Regions from separate parts of the Mus musculus genome. Here all the other regions are linked to region 2. A link is a contact called in public ChIA-PET and HiChIP or PLAC-seq data. All regions are on one chromosome and are shown on one strand. The core of a region is the stretch at or near the end of the contact, and the rest is flanking DNA. Distances in the headings are between cores, read along the strand shown. Region 1 overlaps Nck1 (non-catalytic region of tyrosine kinase adaptor protein 1). Region 2 holds the start of Armc8 (armadillo repeat containing 8). Region 3 has its middle 9.7 kb from the start of Gm28166.

The links. ChIA-PET counts read pairs in DNA pulled down with a chosen protein or histone mark. HiChIP or PLAC-seq counts read pairs in DNA pulled down with a chosen protein or histone mark.
Region 1: a contact with region 2 is called in an RNA polymerase II ChIA-PET map of memory CD8 T cells, with 5 read pairs. The contact joins the enhancer-like site here to the promoter of Armc8 in region 2. A contact is called at or near these places in 3 of 39 promoter capture datasets (the 3T3-L1 cell line, the HPC-7 cell line and liver) and 1 of 115 datasets of contacts at active chromatin or transcription factors (memory CD8 T cells).
Region 3: a contact with region 2 is called in an H3K4me3 HiChIP or PLAC-seq map of embryonic stem cells, with 5 times the contacts expected there. The contact joins the enhancer-like site here to the promoter of Armc8 in region 2. A contact is called at or near these places in 2 of 39 promoter capture datasets (the 3T3-L1 cell line and hippocampal neurons) and 3 of 115 datasets of contacts at active chromatin or transcription factors (astrocytes and embryonic stem cells).

What each region holds. Positions count from the first base shown.
Region 1 is chr9:100,520,878-100,525,612 of GRCm38.p6, reverse strand. All of the region lies in intron 1 of Nck1 (non-catalytic region of tyrosine kinase adaptor protein 1), which reads left to right. Among named protein-coding and RNA genes, the nearest start is that of Gm46139, 17 kb to the left of the region's middle. Within about 2 kb of position 3,337, at least 23 of the 459 cell types and tissues checked have an H3K27ac peak or open chromatin away from gene starts, as enhancers often do. A contact at or near this core is called in the HPC-7 cell line and memory CD8 T cells, where this site is marked.
Region 2 is chr9:99,566,280-99,570,535 of GRCm38.p6, reverse strand. Armc8 (armadillo repeat containing 8) reads left to right here and starts at 1,637. Exons shown (of 22, transcript NM_028768.3): 1 at 1,637-1,934. The coding sequence starts at 1,890.
Region 3 is chr9:100,438,147-100,442,451 of GRCm38.p6, reverse strand. No RefSeq gene overlaps it. Among named protein-coding and RNA genes, the nearest start is that of Gm28166, 9.7 kb to the left of the region's middle. Within about 2 kb of position 2,136, at least 110 of the 459 cell types and tissues checked have an H3K27ac peak or open chromatin away from gene starts, as enhancers often do. A contact at or near this core is called in astrocytes, where this site is marked.

The DNA.
Region 1 (4,735 bases), core at 2,088-4,587, 950 kb before region 2:
AGAAATGGAATGTATGACTGCCAAGGTATTGAGCAGGTAGTCACTGCCCGCAGAATGAGCTGAAATCAACTCAGATTAGCAATACCTTGTATTTCATAACTTTGCACTGAAGTTGCCTTGTACTGGTCTCTATTTAGGATTCCCTGAATAGATCAGACCAGACCAGATTATGCTAGTGCTAATCTAGGTTTGGAGACATTCTTGTGACTTCCTCTTTTGCCACCTTCCTAGAATTTTCTCATGACTTTAGTTTCTCTCGTGTTGAAAGAGTTCTTGTCTTTGTAGAGTTTTAAGGACCACAAAAATAATAAGTTCATTGTAACTCAAGGCAAATTCATTTGAAACTTCATTCAGTTTAACTCTCAAGGCCACTTAGTAAATAGTAAAGGAAAAATTCACGTTTCCAGCTAACTTTTTCTAAAAATGACAATTAAATTCTTCCAAATAGAAGAAAGTGAGACTGGGAACAGGAGACCACTTAAAGGATGCTTCATTATCTTAGTAAGCTGCTTGGCTCCTTATGTATATGGCCAGAATGCTGTTACTGTACATTCACTTGAATCCTGTTAAAAGGATACAAGGGCAGCGAGTTGAGAGGGAGGTGACTGAATAGGGTTTATTAATCCAGATCATTGGCTTGGTCATACAGTTAACTGGGTTTAGGGTGGGTTGCAACAGGAAATTTCTAAGAAAGGCAAATGGAGGTGTCTGACAGAGGAGTAGTGCTGTGAAACGTGCTAGGATTTTAAAGTAATAATAGACCAGTTCCCTATACATGTAATTAATAAGTCATAGAATGTATAGGTGTGTGTGTGTGTGTGTGTGTGTGTGTGTGTGTGTGTGTATACACATCGATGCTGGTGCTTGCGAAAACCAGAGGTGTTGGATCCCTTGGAGCTGATGTTAATAGGCAAATGTTAGCCACATGATATGGGTGTTGGGAGCTAAACTCTGGTTCTTTGCAAGAATGATGTATGCTCTTAACTGTTGAGTTGTCTTGCCAATCCTGGAATTTATATTAAAAAGTGTTTTTAGTAATTCTTTCAGAATTTCATACATTGTATTTTGAACATTTTCATCCCTCTTGCACATCTCCTCCCATACCCACAAGCCATATCCACCCAACTTTGTGTCTTCACCTTTTTTTTTTTTTAAACCCATGAAGTCATGTTAGTACTACCTATCTACTACACTGAGTTATATGGCCTTCCACTGGCACTAGTTAGACCACCTAGGGGCCACATCCTTAAAACTAAAACCACCCTTTCCTGGTAGCTGTCATTTACCAATAGTTCCTCAATAGGTTTAGGACTTTGTGTCCCTCCCCTCCACATTGAGATTTTGTTTGGCTTGAGCTTGTGCAGATCTTGTGCGTGTTGTTACGACTGCCATGAATTCATATGCAGCTGCCATATTGTGTCTGGAAAACCAGTTTCCTTGTATATTGCCTCTGGCTTTTGCAGTCTTTCTGTCCCCTCTTCTTCCATAACCCTTGAGCCTTGGTGAGATAGTAAGTCTGAGGTTAGGGTATCAGCAGAGTTCTTGAGAGCCTCCTCTTCTGTATGTTAACTTTCCTCCTGTCTTGGGCTTCTGGATAACTGCTTTCTCTTTAAGTGAACCAAACTTCTCTTACAGGAACACCAGTCATACTGGATAAGGGCCTGTTGGTAAACTCATTTATCTCATTTACATTCTGAAGCTACCCAGATAGCCATATTCTAAGGTGCTGGGGCTTGGATTTCAACATAGGATTTGTGTGTGTGTGTTGAGGATTGTCTCCAGCTTTACATGTGAAATTTTAAGTAGAAGTAATTCAGTGTTCCTTGTTGGTAAATTTGTTCTTGTTTTGAGATGGGTCTCTTTTAACTCATCCTGGCTTTAAACTAAGGATGATCTTGGATCCTCTGTCTCTACCTCCCCAGTTCTGGAACTACAGGCATGTGCTACTACATCTGGTTTTATGTGGTGATGATGATTGAGCTCAGCAGAGCTTCATGCTCTAGGCAGGCGATATACCCAGAGCTACATCCTTGACCCCATCAGTTATTTTTATCTCATTCAGAACACTTTAAAATGGATGTAGTCAATTGTGATTCTATTTTGTTTCTTAGCCATCCAGTAACCTAAGGATTAGGGTAATAACTCTTTAACTAATAACTAATGTCTTATATTAATGCAATTCTTTGTTATACATTTTCACAGTTTGTATTATAATTGTATGATTGTAATTTACTTTAGCAAGATTGTTTACTATTTTACTGGTTGCTCCTTTAGTTATTATAAAACATAATCCTCTCTTCAGATTCCAGAATTGGTATGTTCTTTTATTTATTGTTTTTTATGTGCATTGGTGTTATTGCCTGCATGTCTGTCTGTCTGTGTGTGAGAGGATGTCAGGACTGGAGTTAGGGATAGTTGAGAGAAGCCATGCAGAAGCTGGGTCCTTTCTGTGGCAGAGCAGCCCCTGAGCCATCTCTCCAGCCCGAGAGGATGTAATCTTGGGTAAATTTATTTTAATTCAGAGAGGATAGAAAGTAAGATTTTGTGATGACTGACAAAATCATCATATAGGGAATGTGTTACTCTTGTGTTAGTCTAAGGCGTGTATAAATGAGTTGAAGAAACAGGAGTTTCACTAGAATTCCTTTTATTAGCAGAATACTTGATTTCTCTTCCTTTGTTTTCAGAACTTGGTTTGTTCTCCTAGTGTACATTTATTCAGTTAATATTTGTTGAATGAACAAGTGAATTTTATATGCACAATACCCTTTTACTTTTTCATCTTTCTTGTTTTCTCATCTTGGTTATGTATCCAAAGTAATCATTCAAACCTGAATAAAATATGATAAAATTGTTCCCTATCTTTAAAAGAACCTAATCGTGCTGAGCATGGTGATACAGGTCTAAAATTTCTGCATTTGGGATTGGAGGTAGGAATATCAGTAGTTCAAAGCCAAGATCATCCTCACCTATATAGTGAGTTTTAAGGCCAGCCTGGGCTACATGTGATTACAACTGACCAAACAATAAGAAAATAAAACCAAACCAAACTCAACAAAACAACTTGATTTAATCCTCTATTTCTGATGTGCTTCTAATTTTTGTTTTGTAAGTAGTAGAGTGTTTCATTAGTTAGAATATTTAGCAATATAAACTATATGATGTTGTGGCTTAAAATGTTGATTACAGTAATCTTGTAAATTTCCTTCTCTTTATGCCTGCTGTAGCATATCAAAGTTATTGTTGATTTTTCTCCTTTCATAGTTCACTGAGAGATTGTAACCCATCTAAACTTCCTGACTTAGTTACTTGGGTACTGTTACTTAGCTGATTCTTATCAGAAACAGGAAATTGTCAAGTGATGAGTTAAAGCACAGCAGACTGTATGTGTAACTAGCATGGTAGATTTCCCTGTAGATGTCCCCCCCCCCCTTCCTCCGCCACTAGTTGTTTTCAGACAGGAACATCTAACTTGCCAAAAAAGGGTCCCATTGCTCATGACCTATGCCAATGGCAAACATTCTCCTTCCTCAGCGTTTCCTGGTTAGATGGTTTGATAGCCTTTCTTTGAGACAGGGTCTCATTGAGTAGCCCTGGCTGTCCTGGGACTTTCTATATAGACCAGGTTGGTCTTGAATTCAGAGATCTGCCTGTGTCTCTTTTGAGTACTGGGGTTAAGGGCATTTGAGATCACAAGTGACTGTCTTGACAAACTTAATATTAGGTGTTCTTAATTAATTTATAGAAATAGGTGAAGTATAGATATTTTGGTCTGGTGTACTCATTGATTTAGATTTGTAGTTGACTAAGGGATCTATAAAGACAAGGCAATTTTATAATAGTAGGATGCTAGTTTCTCTTTTACTATGAATATTTAGTTGTCTCCAAATTTGATGGCTGTCACAAAAAGTATGAACAGTTGGAAGGTATATAAAATTTAGTGAGTATTGAATAACAATATAAGATTATGTATGTGGGAGACTGATTCTGTGTTTTAAGTCATCTTGGTAGCTGTTTGGTTCCATACTTAGTTGATTTACATACAGTAAAGCCCTTTTTGGTGTAACTAAGTATTAAAATACAAGCCAGTCAAAGAGACAGGCATAATTATATTGGAAAGAATAGGGGTCTAATTAAAAGAAAATCTCTCCTCAAAGTGCTTGTAGCAGTCCAGTGTTAAACGGGAAAAGAAACACAGGCAAGGACTGGGGGTTTTCATTGAGGCAATCCAGGCCCTCTATGCTTCAGACCATTCATTATCTGAGGTACAGACAGATAAAGCTATGTGGTTGCTTTTGCTTTAAAATGTTTATTTAACCTGTTGTTGAGTTCCAAGGTAAGTAAATTTGTGAGTGAGTGTGTTTGTGTGTGTGCTCCTCAGAAGCTGTCCTGAGGAGTTTATGACAGCACCTTTTACCAATCTGGAATGCACTAATTGCACTAGGCTGGCTGACCCTGGAGATCTGCCTTTGTCTCTGCCTTCCCAGAGCTGGGATTACAAGTACACCACCATTTCCATTTCTGCTTTTTCTTTTTACATGGGTTCTGTGGTTTGAACTCAGGTCCTCATGTCTGCAGGAGGCAAACTATGTTTAGAGCTCTCTCCCTCTCCACTACTATTCCATTTCTATGAGAATTGGCCCTATCATCTCCCCACCCCCTCATCCCAGATCCCTCTTAGAGCACTGTATTATCTAGTTAGCTGTTTATTGCTGTGTTTGTACATAGATTCAGT
Region 2 (4,256 bases), core at 388-2,887:
TGTAGTCTCCCTGAAATGACTAGTATAAAGTTACTTTTCCCAAACCTCTATAATCAACACACACACATACACAAACACACATATATAAAGCAATATATTGTTAGAGATATTATGTTACAGGAACATACTGATGCCTGAAATTAAGGAATCATGATGCAGGCTGGGGAGATGTTTCAAAATGTAAAACCTCTTGCCACTAAATCTGATGATTTGACTCTGATCCTTGGACCTCTAAGATGAAACGAGAGAACCTGCTTCCTAAGCTGTCCTCTGGCCAGGACATGTGTGAATCCACATACACACACACACACACACACACACACAATAAATAAATAAATGAAAAATCATTTTAAAGAAAATATATGGAGTTGGGAGAGTCACCTAGTTCTTCCTCGAGGGAGGGGTTTCCTAGAAGATGTATTGCCCGAGTTTCTGGGTGAGGTATAGCTCACACATATAGAGACTATTGTACAATTGTCAATGCTTTTGTGTGCTATATACAATTACAATTTGCCTGGTTGTAGCAGGCATACTAGGACGTGATTTTAGGTGTTACATGGGTGGACAGATGAACATTTAAATGTATTTATGAATGGTAATATGTACTAGAATAAAAAAGAATACAACACATTTGATTTCACAGACTTGATTTAGGACAAGGCTAACAATCTTAAATGGGCTCAATCTGGCTTTAAATAAAATTACTGAATGAGTAATAATTCCTGTGTAAAGAGTGGGAAAGACTGTAGTTACAGAGCTTAGGATATACCGCTACAGCACCAGGGTTCTCTTAAACTTCCAGGCTTTCAGAAGTGCAACACTTTGTAAGAGACTTATAAGCAAGGGTGATAAGTGATACAATAAATGTAGACATTAAAGTACAGGAGGAAATGAGAAACAATGGGAGAGATATGCTTTTACTTAAAGAGCACTGGGAGGTGAGTGGAGTTGAGGTAACAACCTGAATTAGGGATGGCTTTACTTTCAGAATATTTTAGTAGGAAACATTCACATAGTTTAATTCTCCATCCCCCATTTGACCTAAAGGCTGGAAATAATTCTAACACACAGACAACGTAAGGCTTTCCACATTCCAGGCATTTTTGTTGTTGTTGTTGTTGTTTATTGGGCCATTTATTCTCATTAGTCCTTATTTTACAGTCGGGAGAAGTGAAATAAATATAAAGAGGCTAAGAACCTTTCCAAAATATTGGCACTAACGAAAAGCAGCTAGGATTAAATCCAGGCGTCCTGGCTGTGGAGAACCCGTTCTTACCAATATACCAGAGTAAGTGGGTCGGGCACGCAACGCTAAATAAAGCAGGTCATAGTTAACTGTTGAAGCGTGAGGCGATTTTCATTGCAGGCAGAAGACCTAGTTTTGAGACCAGTTTCTCCAGCTTTAAGAGGGAGAGAATACTGAAACTAGGGAATGGTGTAGAGTGAGATAATGAATGTGAAAGTGAACTTCAGACTCCGTAGATAGTAACTCCACCTACTAGCGGTTAGGAAAGAAAACCTGTAAACTGAAATTTAAGAGTGCGGACAGCTCGTCGAGCCAGGGTGAGGCTCCGCCCCCCACCCGCGGAAGGTGGGGCAGGCAGGCTTCTGCGCATGCGGAGGCCGCTGCCCGCGCCCACCTCTGACCCCAGCCGAGAGTAGCTGCTGTTTCTGAGAGGACGATTCGTAAGCCGGGGTCCGGCGCGGTTTCCCAATCCCTCGCCCTTCTGCCCAGCCCCTTCGGTGCTCGAGCGACGCCTGGGGCGCGGTCTGTTCTGGGCAGCTTGCCTGGGCTTTCTACAGAGGCTCCGGCTGCAGGTCACATAGGTGGCTGTCGAAAGTGCCGGCCGCGCGCCGGCGCCGGCAGCAGCCGGGTGGGAAGGCTCAAGATGGCGTGCCTGTTGGAGACCCCAATCCGCATGAGCGTCCTCTCGGTGAGTGACCCGCCCGGCGCGGGGCAACCCCGGTCCTGCCCACAGCATTACCCCGGCGCCCTGAGCCTCCCGAGCACCACCCACTGCGGTGGCCTCAGCTGGGATGCACGCGACCCGGGCCGAGTCGGAGGCGTCTCCTACTCGAGAGCTCCCACCGGTGCGGGTTCCCAGGACGGCGGCCGTTCGGCCGGCGGGGAGGTCGGGCTCCAGGCAGCCGGCCCATGGGCGCGGCTTGGGTTTGGCCGAGCCTTCTCCCGTCTTCCTCCCTGCGCTGTTGCTTCTCGGGACGGAGCTCGCTGCCTGCGAGGGTTCAGGACAGGCCTGGAACCTAGAGTCCACTTCGCTCTCCAGGGCTGTGGCTAGAAGAGGTGCGAACTCTTAAGCTGCCACAGCACAGAGCTGCCAGACCAGGGCTGTGCGTCTTCTGTCAAGTCCCTACCACCAGGGCACCTGCCAACACCGCTTGCTTCTTGGCAATGGAGGTTTTCACATCAGCTGCAACTCGCGCTATTGTGTATGGTTATTTAAACCGCTTTGCTGTGCTCTGCTGTTGAGGTCCGGGCTCCGAGACTAGAGAAACTATGTTTCTAATGTCCGGTGTTTGATTTTTCTTTAGGGAGAGCAAAACATTTTAGGAGGGACCAAAAAGTCGGAATGAAAAAGAATAGGTTCCCCCAGTATTTGAAAGAAGGGAACGTATTGATATACCTAGAAGAAATATCAGGGTTTTTTTTTTCTTAAATTAAAAAGAAACAACAAAAAGCAAAGAAGGCGACTTTCGCCTTCCGCTATAATGTCCTTTAAACAAACAAACAAAAACAAAAAACAGGACCAGGAATGAAATGAACAAGAATGAGTGTTGTTGGGAGATAACTCTGGGAGGTTTGACCACAGATTTTAGCAGTTGGACTCCAAATAGAGCCTACCAATGATTCAGTTGTTGTTGGAAGTAAAGAAATAGGCGGGCAAAGAATCATCTTTTAGACCTGTGGAGACTTACCGAGATGGCAGTTGGATTATAGATGGCTTGTCAGATTCCCTATAGTCTTGCAACTCCAACCGGTTTCTTTCCTCTTCCCTGACTCTCACACAAACACACTTTTGTGTTCAAAGGCACTAGGTACATCACTCCAGTCAGGGCTGGTTAGAGCCATGCTGGCTACCCAAAAAGACAGAAGTCACTCTACAGTGCAAAATGCAATTTTGGAAGACGGTCAACAAATCTAGCCCCAGATCCGTCTTACTAAACTGTTTACTTAAACTGCAACTGGAGAAGTACTTTCTGTCCAATTACTGATCACATTAGCTCATTATTTCACTTTATATTGTCCATGAATGTTTAGTGGGAGAATAAACCGATGACTTCTCTCTTTGCATTAAAAGGAGAAAAGAATGTATCGTAACTGCTCAGTTTCTTTCTGATTGTGCCATTTAGGTTGCACTTATCCTATAGTTCACCTGAAAAGACGTGTGCGAGTGCACATACACACACATAGGTGATCAATCCCAGACCTTTGAGCACGCTTGAAAAATGCTGTTCCAAAATATTGCTCTGGCCTCACGTGTGGTTTCTTTGCCTTTTGTATATTGTCAGCTTGTATAGTGGATATAGTTGAAAACTTCATTTGTCTCACACTCCCAATAAATGATTATGTTCTGTTTATTTCACTCGAAAACTTGTTGAAGAATATTTTCCATTTTGAGTTAGACTTTTCTTTAGCATTTGGAAGCAGAAACTAACTCTAAAGTCTTGTTTTCTAATTCTTCCACCTTAGGGCCTTGGAATAGGCAGAGCTTTAGACACATGATTTAAAATGTCTGAACTTGGTGATTTTCCCAGTTTAAAGGAAAGGTTCTAACTTTCAACCAGCTAACCAAAGCTTATATATATTTATATTTATATTTATATTTATTTATTTATATATATTTATATCAGTTATTAGTTAGAAGTTATTGGAAGTTGAGGAGATGGCTCAGTAGGTAGATCTCTTGCTTCACAGCAGGTCTTGAGTTAGGATCCCATTACCTACATAAAAAGCTGTGTGTGGCAGTGCATGTCATTGGGAGGTAGATCATGGAGGGTTTCCGGCCAGTTTGTCTAGTCAGAACAGGGAGCTTCAGGTTCAGTGAGAGACCCTGTTTCCTTTTTTTTTTTTTTTTGAGACAGGGTTTCTCTGTGTAGCCCTGGCTGTCCTGGAACTCACTTTGTAGACCAGGCTGGCCTCGAACTCAGAAATCCGCCTGCCTCTGCCTCCCGAGTGCTGGGATCAAAGGCGTGCGCCACCACGCCTGGCTGATGAGACCCTGTTTCAAAAAGTAAGA
Region 3 (4,305 bases), core at 887-3,386, 870 kb before region 2:
CTATGACGTTCTCTGCGGAGCCTAGTCGGTCTAGTAAGAGTCCTGCCAAAGTTCTAGCCCAGGTCTCTACTGTTTCTCGTCTCTGCTTCTTATCCCAGGCCTCTGCCTCTTCAGGAGAATAGTAGTGCATTTGAGTCTAATCTCAGCCATATTCCTTAGAATTTTAACTACGTTTGCCTCCTCATGGCCACGGTGGTCATCCCATCCAAATATTAACCAGGCTTCATCCTGCTTAGCTTCAGGCTGGGGTGTGATCATGTGGTATGGCTAAAGTTCAGGGGCTTTTTACCTCTGATTTTCTACTTCATAGACCCTTGTCATTCTTTCTCTTCCTCTGGCCTGAGGACCCTCAGTTTACAGAACTTTCCTCATCTTCCATAGTTGACTTATCCAAACAGTGATCATCATCTCTACCTTTAAGGATATTTTGAATAGCTAACCCTAAGCGTGTGTCTCAGCTTGCAATGCATGTATCCATGCAGTATTATACCATTTATTTATTTTTTTTAAACATTTTTTATTTTATTTTATTTTTTTTATTAGGTATTTTCCTCGTTTACATTTTCAATGCTGTCCCAAAAGTCCGCTATACCCACCCCCCAATCCCCTACCCACCCACTCCCCCTTTTTGGCCCTGGGGTTCCCCTGTACTGGGGCATATACAGTTTGCAAGTCCAATGGGCCTCTCTTTGCAGTGATGGTCGACTAGGCCATCTTTTGATACATATGCAGCTAGAGTCAAGAGCTCCGGGGTATTGGTTAGTTCATAATGTTGTTCCACCTATAAGGTTGCAGTTCCCTTTAGCTCCTTGGGTAATTTCTCTAGCTCCTCCATTGGGGGCCGTGTGATCCATCCAATAGCTGACTGTGATCATCCACTTCTGTGTTTGCTAGGCCCCGGCATAGTCTCACAAGAGACAGCTATATCTGGGTCCTTTCAGCAAAATCTTGCTAGTGTATGCAATGTATACCATTTATTTATTTGTATGCTTACATGTGTGTGTGTACAAGCATGAGGGTATGCATGTTACAGAACATGCATGGAACTCAGAGAACAGCTTATGGGGATTGGCTCTCTCCCTCCAATTTGTGGGTTCTAGGGATGAAACTCAGTCCGTCAGGTTTGGTGACAGGCACCTTTACCCGGTGAGCCATCTCAGTGGCCCTGTCAAACAGACTAACCACACAAGCAACAACAAAAAACAGCCAATAAAGCAAGTGGAGGGTGAGGAGACCTGTAACAATACCTTCTTCAAAATAAGAGTGACAAGAAATGATGATAAGGCTGGGTCTGATAGCACACACCTTTAATCTCAGCACTCAGGAGGCAGAGGCTGGCAGATCTCTTTGAGTTCCAAGCCAGCCTGGGGAGTAAGTGTGAGGCTGGCCAGGGCTGCAGAGTGAGACCTAATCTTAAAGAAAGAAAAGAAAATGAATGCTAATGAGGAATGTCAGCTGGATTTGGTCCCCACATGTTCCTCAAGGCAGAGTCATGGGACTTGTTCACGAACCACTCATAATGGCGGTCGGTGTCTGCTCACCTCATTCATTAGTGTGTCTGGCTTGCCGTGCCGACCTTGCAGCTGCTCACTGTAGATGCTGGGTGAATGAAGCTGTTCACACACCACGTTCTGGACAAGGGGATCTAAAGTTGTCCAGATTTCTGTCTGACAATTTTTAGCTCTCAGAATACAGGGAAAGAAGAGGTTTTTGTTTGTTTGTTTTAAAGATGGCTACTTGCTACTTACTAATGAAGGGAGACAGATCTTGAGCAAGTCTTGAATTATGTCATAATGAAAACATACAATAGTAGACGATTAGATAATTGTTCCTTACTCATTTTTTTCTTTCTTTCAATCCGGAGTTGAACTTAGGGCCTCACACATGCGGGGCCAATGAGTCACCACTGAGTTATGTCATCAGTCCTCTTACTAAAAATGTTTTTAAAGAATGAGAACTATACTATCGGGGTGATATGTCCCTCCCTGAATGAAGGCCCCACCCGGAATCTTCCAGGTGACCATCAGAGACTCCTTTGTCCTATAAAGAGATTCAACACAGAGGCTTACATCTTGGATGGTGGAAAACAGACTGCCTCTGCCTGTGACTCATGTTGGCAAAAAGAGAAGAGGAACTGAGTTTCAGAGTCCCTGCAAGTAGCAGGGGAGGGATCTTGCCGGCAACACACTCTCTGTGTTCCCTGTGTGCTGGAGGCTCTCCAGCTGGCCACAGCCTGGCTTTTCAAGAGGCAATTAGGATGCGAAGCCTGGTTGCAAGCTTGTTCGTGCACAGAGCTCTGCTCACCTCTGTCCCTTCGACCCTGCCTGGGCCCATTCTTGAGTGTGAAAGTTCTGATTGTTATCTCCGTTACAGAATCCCATTCTTTGTCTGTTCTCCTCTGCCTTCACCCTCAGTTTCTTTGAATGTCCTTTCATGGGACGACTTGATCTGCTCCCACAGAAATGCAATTATCAGAAATCAACCTCTCTCACCCATTTCCGCCCTAAGCAGCTTTTGCCCACTGGTGAATTTCACATTGTACTGAGAAAGTCAGCAACTAATACTAATAATAATAAAATATGTTTGTATTTTTAGATGACTTTTTCCACCGGGGACTCCCTGGCGAGAGCAGGGCGCTGGGCAGAATGACGGGGTGTATGAGCCGGAAATAGAGAGCCAGAAGAGGCCTGGCCAGCTGAAGGCTTTTCTTGACAGCTAATTTCCATTTTTTGGTATCAAGGGGTCTGTGCCAGTAATTGGCATGCAGATTGTGTCTGATGGGCCTGTTATACAGAATAAAGGAATCTGCTAGTTAGAATAAGCCAACCCCAGGCTGATGGATGGGGCATAAGGAGGTCATTGCGAAAGAGAAATTGTGTGTGTGTGTCCCTGTGCGTGCGTGTGTTTCACAAGAACCCATGCCCCTCCTCCCCCTCTTTATCCAGCCAACTCTAATCTTTCATATTGCACTGAGACAAATGTCACTCCATTTCTTCCCCTCTCTCTGTTTTTCCTTGAAGGGATATTTGATAGAACCTACTCTAGGTTTTTTAATAAAGTATGGGGGCAAAGGAGAAATTAAAGCGGTGTCATGGTTTGTTAACAGCTCAGGATCATCCAAGGATGGGCCCAGGCTACAAATTATACTCTGGAATTAATTGGTAAGAGATAGTTCTCCTGTCCATCACTCTTAATCCGGCAGCTGTGGGATACCAACAGGAAAACGTGCGTGGACGTCGGAGTCCTCTTGGCTTTGTCTAAGTCAGTGCACTGGTCAGTCGGTTGTTCCCTTCATGATGTAGGCACGTGCTGTTGGCTGTTTCTGTTTAGGTGAACTAACTGGTGCTGGGGCTCCTTCTAAGGAGGATGTTCCGGGAAGGAGGATGTTCCGGGATGCTGTGGGCCACAGGAGTAATTAGCTAGACTTCCAGGGGAATAGAAGCTAAAAGAGAAGCTAGCTTTCTTTTTTCACAGCTCTGAAAATCAAAACCACAAGATCAACTGTGGTTGATACAATATCTGTGTTTTGAACAGACTACTGTGTCTGGGCTAAATGTCCAAGAATTACCTTATTTATTTATTTATTTATTTATTTACTTACTTACTTACTTACTTACTTACTTACTTATTTTCTCCGTGTAGCTCTGGGTGTCCTAAAACTCTCTGTATTAAGCAGACTAGCCTCAAACTCAGAGACCTACCTGCTTCTGCCTCTTGAGTGTTGGGATTAAAGGTGTATACACACCACTGTCCAATTAAGAATTATTTAAGGACTGGAGAGATGGCTCAGTGGTTAAAAGCACTGACTGCTCTTCCAGAGGTCCTGAGTTCAATTCCCAGCAACCACATAGTGGCTCATAACCATCTGTAATGGGATCTGATACCCTCTTCTGGTGTGTCTGAAGATAGCTACAGTGTACTCACATACATAAAATAAGTAAATAAATCTTTAAAAAAAAGGAATTACTTTTAAAAGAGGCAGAATCAGGTAGTTTCTGCCTACTTGCCTATGGTTCCCTTTCTCACACAGTAGCAGATAAAATTAACTCATTCTTGGCTGTGAGCTGTGCCTGAACATTGTTCTCCACTGCATGGGGACAGCTTGGGGGCGCTTTGTGCTGTCCCCCCATACCAAGCTTTCCTGCAGAGCCTACAGACCTGCCTCTGCATGCGAGGGAGATTTTATAATCAACATAACTGGTTACATCTTTCCTGGATACAAAAGAGAAGCATTCCTGTGTGGCTGACCCCTGACTTCTCCAGGACAGACCTTTCCCCACTAGAAAAGCCATCTCCCGACCAGCT